Linked DNA regions of Sorghum bicolor: region 1 is linked to region 2. A link is a contact called in public HiCAR-type data. All regions are on one chromosome and are shown on one strand. The core of a region is the stretch at or near the end of the contact, and the rest is flanking DNA. Distances in the headings are between cores, read along the strand shown.

What was found. HiCAR-type assays count read pairs that join an accessible place to other places.
Region 1: a contact with region 2 is called in a HiCAR-type map of leaf, with 6 times the contacts expected there. The contact joins the promoter of LOC8056082 here to the promoter of LOC8059575 in region 2. A contact is called at or near these places in 1 of 4 Hi-C or Micro-C datasets (leaf mesophyll) and 1 of 1 datasets of contacts at active chromatin or transcription factors (leaf).

Annotation. Positions count from the first base shown.
Region 1 is chr4:49,126,053-49,128,976 of Sorghum_bicolor_NCBIv3, reverse strand. It overlaps LOC8056082, which reads right to left and starts at 1,296. Exons shown (of 1, transcript XM_002452101.2): 1 at 1-1,296. The coding sequence starts at 970. The coding sequence ends at 155.
Region 2 is chr4:48,607,028-48,609,782 of Sorghum_bicolor_NCBIv3, reverse strand. LOC8059575 reads right to left here and starts at 1,318. Exons shown (of 4, transcript XM_021459848.1): 1 at 1,231-1,318.

The DNA of each region.
Region 1 (2,924 bases), core at 47-2,546, 520 kb before region 2:
CCAACCAAACGGAGAAGAGAATTACCAGCGCTTTTCTTTTTTTTTTTTACCTCTGCTGCTGGTGCTGCCTAGGCAGTCCGATCTTTTGCCAACAGTACCCTAGAAAAGCCCGGCATTTACAGGAATGCCATTGGCCGCCGCCTGCTGCCCGCCCCTAGGTGGCGCCGCTCTCCACGGCGGCGGGGCTCCAAATCCCCCAGCGGCGGAGGTTCAGCACGCCGCCCATCACGTCCGCCCACCCGCGCTTCCTCTCCTCCTCGGCCTCGGCCTCCACCGCCACCTCGCCGCCGCATTCGTCATCCGCTTGGGCCTCCGAGGCGGCAGTCTCTTCCGGGACATTCTCCGTGTTCTCGGAGAGGCACGCCGCGGGAGTCGGCGCGGTAGAAGGGCAGGAAGGAAGGAGCGGCGACGAGGGCGGTTCCTGGGCCGCCACCTCGGAAGCGGCGGGCTCCAGGGACTCGGGGCTGCTCCGCGCCGGCGGCGGAGGTGTAGTTGCGGCAGCAGGAGCCCTGCCGCGCTTTCCCTTGTCGCGGCGCTTGGAGGAGGGAGGTGTGGCGGCGGCGGCGGACTCGGCGGCGCGGAGGTGCTCCTCGAAGGCCTCGAGGACGTCGTGGATGCGGTCGTGCTGCGGGGAGCAGTCCCACCGCGACCAGAAGCTGCCGTAGCACTCGAAGCACAGGCACCCGACAGTGGGCGGGTGGCCGCGCGCTCGGCGACGCGTGCCTCCGCCTCCGCCTCCGCCGCCGCGCGCCTGCTGCTGCTCCGGCGGCGGCGCGGTGGCGGCGTCCCAGCCCACCAGGAACGAGCGCGTGACGAGGTGGGCCAGGACCCGCTGGTCCTCGGGGCACAGCCCGGCGACGAGGACGAGGATGGCGGCCGGGAGGAGGCGGAACGCCGCCGCGATGGGGTCCTCGGCGGGCGACGGGTGGATCTTGCCGCCCTTGCCGGGCTTGGGGCACAGCGTCTTCATGGCCGCCGCTGGTGGGCGGTAGGGTTTAAGCCCCACCTCGTCGCGGACGGGGTGGTGGTGGGGTGTTAGGGTTTGGGGCTGAGGAAGAAGGAAGAAAGGGGCGGGGGGGAGAAGGTGGTGGTGGTGGCCTGGTGGGGCTGGTGGGCTTCGGGAGGAGCGCTTATAGGGAGGGGAGAGGTGCACAGGCAACAGTTGCTCCCTCTCCGCTGCTGCTCTTTTGCTTTCTCCGCTCAACTTTTCTGCGCTGCCGCTCTCTCAAGATGCTCCTCCGAGTTTTCGAGTTTTCCGTTCCTCCTATGCTACGTGTACTCATTCATTAATGCAGCTGTTTTATGTTCAATCAAGTTCACGTGTCCTGAGTTAAAAAAAAACCCTTCATAAACATAACCACTCACCAGTGTTTCTAGTTTATCTCACTAGAAAATGATGAATAATGAATGATACACAAATGCTTCTACCATACAGCTTCATTTATAGTCTTAAAACTCTCATCAGTTTTTATTTTTGTCTGTATTTAATACTCCATGCATTACGTAAAGATTCGATGTGACGGGAAATTTGAAAAATTTTGCAAAATTTTTTGGAACTAAATAAGGCCTAAGGGCCTAATGCCTTGTTTAGTTCACCCAAAAACCAAAAACTTTTCAAGATTCCCGTCACATCGAATCCTGCGGCACATGTATGGAACATTATATATATATATATATATATATATATATATATATATATATATATATAAATAAAAACTAATTACACATTTTGCCTATAAATCGCGAGACAAATCTTTTAAACTTAGTTACTACATGATTGGACAATGTTTGTCAAATAAAAACGAAAGTATTACAGTTTTTGGGAACTAAACAAGGCCTAATCCCGCCAGAAAATGAACCATGTGGCCTCACTTTTCTCTTTTACATGGCCTTGTTTAGTTCCAAAAAATTGTAAAATTTTTCAGATTTCCCGTTACATCAAATCTTTAGACGCATGCATGAAGTATTAAATATAGACAAAAATAAAAACTAATTGTACATTTTGGTCGGAATTGACGAGACGAATCTTTTGAGTCTAGTTAGTATATGATTGGATAATATTTGTCAAATACAAACGAAAGTGGTACTATTTCTATTTTGCAAAACTTTTTGAAACTAAACAAGGCGCAACTTGCTCTTCTGAATCAATTATCTTCTAGAATTTTTTTCTATTTTTATAATTTTAATTAGATTTATGAAAAAAATACAAAAATTTATCAAAACTATAATTTATTAAAAGTTGTTTTATAATATAGTTTTTGAAGTCATATATGTTAGCCATTCTTTGGTGGTAAGGTTGATTGAAGTTCAAAATTTTTGATTGAGGGGATGCTTAGTTCCTCTTCTATTCTAAAAAAATTTGGATTTTGGTTTATTACTTTGCATAATCGAAATAATGTCATGTATTTTTTTTTTGGAAAAAGGTGGTTATTCTCTATTTTGTATTTTGGTCTCAAGCTAAAAAAATCCAAAAGAGTCTTAAGAGGCTCTCATGAGGTCAATAAATTCAGCATTTTAGATGAAACTAAACATGTTTTTTGATGGAACTAAACATAACTTTAAAAATTTTGATATTTTGTATTCTATGGTTTCAAAGTAGTTGATATTTTACATTTTGTATTTTACGAGGAACTAAACACACGCAAAGAATAATAGTAGAAGTTTATTCTTGATTAAATCAATTATAGAAACCGATGCACGCAGACCAATCGGTGGTCCTCTAGAGCAGCAAGTGAAGTCCGCTCAGGTTTTTATATGATGCAAATATGGCAGTTTCACGAGGGGGGGTGTGGGAACACTGCCACTTTTTGGCAATTCCTTTTTAAAATATTGTTTTTAAAAAAAAATAAAAAAAGGCGAAGGCAGTTTCCGAGGATTTCTTCAGGCTCCGCAGAACAACCGCCAATGAGCAACCTCCGTGACCG
Region 2 (2,755 bases), core at 69-2,568:
ATTATCATGGGGGCATGCGTTGCATTGCATGGGCCATTGCATGCTGACTGAGAGCTAGCTAGCTAGCTGCTTGGTTTTGGTTTTGGTTTTGGTTTTGGCCTTTGGGGAGATTAACTTGAGATTAGAGTGGCCAGGCAGGCTGACTGGTGCATTGAATTGAACTAAACTAGTCCAATCAAGTTTAGGTTAAGAATGGGCAGATGCTACAAGCAAGAAACAGAGCGCATGCAAGCTGTCCATTGGTATGTGATACATTGAATTAAGCAGAACTGATGATCGAGCCCTGTATGTATACTGTACTTATCATTAGGCGTGCGGCGTGCATATGTCCAAACTGTGCCAAGCCCAGGACTCGTTGGATTTAAACCATGATTTGATTGAAATTCTATTCGCCTGCCGTTTCCCTGACGATCGATTTGGGAATTGGCAGACGCAAGAGGATGTCAGCTTAATAAAGAATATGATTGATTACCGTGGATGGAATTGGAAGGGAAGCGGCGTGTTAGTGCTCCTAGGTGGCGTGCAGTGCCCCGACAGTAGGGTAGCAGCAGCGTTAATCCTCCGTCGTCGGCCATGGAATGGACCGGCCGACCGGCCTAGACGACTGCTGGAGGGCGGAACAGAAAACAATGTGCGCTAGCTGCAGTGCACATGGGGATGCGGCGGAGGAAGGGAAGAGGAGCTCTTGCTCTTGCTCTTGCTTTTAGAGTAGGGTAGGTGGAAGAGGAGAGGATCGGGGCATGTCCATGTGCATGTGCTCCATCCCGGATGTCATGTCCAAGAGCAGACGACATGCATCCACCGAGGCAGAGCACGAGTCGTCTTGACCGGATCTCACGCGGTCGGTCGTCGTGCCCGCCCGCCCGGCACGGCGACGTGAGGGTCACCCGCCCGCGGTGACCGCGCGCGCACGTCGCCGCCCGCCCGCGCCCGGGACCATTCGCCCGGGCTCCGCATGCATGCTACTGTTGGCATCGGCGATTATTTCTGCTATACTGTTGGGATCGTGGAAGCATGATGATAAATGCAGATCGGACGCAGAGGAACTTGGCGAAGACATGGTCCGAGACACCGAGCATGGCAAGGAAGCCCACGGGGTCGACGGCGTCGCCACGGCGACCGGGGGCACTGCTGCCTCGACCTGGGCGGGTGCTCACGAGGTGCGGGCAAGGAAGAACACAAGTCGCAACGGAATGCAGTCATCCACTGAGCAGGATTGCGGCCACGCACCTTGACGCCCCTCATGTGCCTAGAAGAACAAGAGCGGGGTGCCTCTGACTCTGAGCCACGCCAAGAAGAAGAATATCGGCGGGCAGGCAGAGGCAGGAGCTGCGCCTAGCGCCGCAGGAGACCCGCCGCTGCCCGGCGAGATCTGCGGCCGCCTCGCGCGTGTGTGCGCTCCCAGGCGGCCAGGCCCCAGAGCAGAAGCCGCACCATGCACGAGCCAGAGGCCGGGAGGCGCCGCCGCATCGTGCCGCCCGCTCCCGATGCATGTGTTTCAGACAAGGAAGAGCTAGAAACAAATAAGGGGCAGTGTGGTCAATTGGCCTTTTCTTTTTAGGTTTTGATTTTTTTTAATTCATTTATTCCCTAGCCATGACACACACACACCTCCAAAGTCGGCGTAAACGGACAGTTGATTTTAAAATAATCTTTCCCTAGTATATAATTGTAATAAAAATTTTAGTCCACCAGGTTTTGTTTTTTGTCTATCCAGTCCGTATAGGCTTCAGTTCACAATATTTTTCCTTCAGCTCCGGTCTCTACTCGGATTATGGTTTTCAAAGTCGATCTGTTCTGTTTGAAAATTATCTCTATCTATCTACACCTCCGAACCGTACTCCGAATAGTAAAAAAAATCAAATCGGGAAAAGGACAGTTGCCTACAACTTTGCACGACCAACCGGCACCACGTCAGAATTTATCATGGGCAATTGGGGATGCAGCAGCTATAAAAAGAAAAAGGCCAAAAATCAAAGAGCAGGCCATAATTTGAAAATTGTGCATAAATTATAAAATATAAACTTTAATTAAAATCATTCCTTTTGAATAACTAATATATAAAATTTAGAAAAGCAAATAAAAATTTACACAAACTATGCTGCTAGTAACAACTAATTGTTAAATAGTTAGAAAATAGAAAAAAAAAATGCACGACCAGTATGTCATGGCGGTCGAAGCCAAGAGGATGCATGCAATGCTAGCCATGCGTGTCTGCCTCCTACCACTCACGTTGGATGGTGATATCATACTAGCTAAATCAAGCAATGCCAGCTTTTGTGCCGGTGCAAATGACCATTGTGTATGGAGGGCATGTGACTATCAAGTTATTATTATTTCCTTAGAATACATGAGCATGATTCTATCTTTAATAATTTTCTCGTCATTGGTTTGTATTCCTCATTAATTAATTGTGTGCTATTGGTCACGACTTTAACAAAAGTTGCCCCGATGAAGGAGCAATTGATTACTTAAGTAGAAGAAAATATACCGAGTCAAAATCAGGAAGTCGGGATACGCAAGAGAGAAAGACATGACTTATGACGGGTAGCATTACTGTGAGATTAAATAGGGGTCTTAAATCTTACATGTAAGATCATGGATGATGGAGGGTTCATATAGCATGACATTTAGATCGGAACGGTTGTTATAGAAGAAGAGTAAGATCACGCATAACATAGGGCTCATATAGTACGGCGTAAAAAACTCGCTTTTTATAGTGTGATGATATGTTTTTTAGCATAGTATTGAGTGC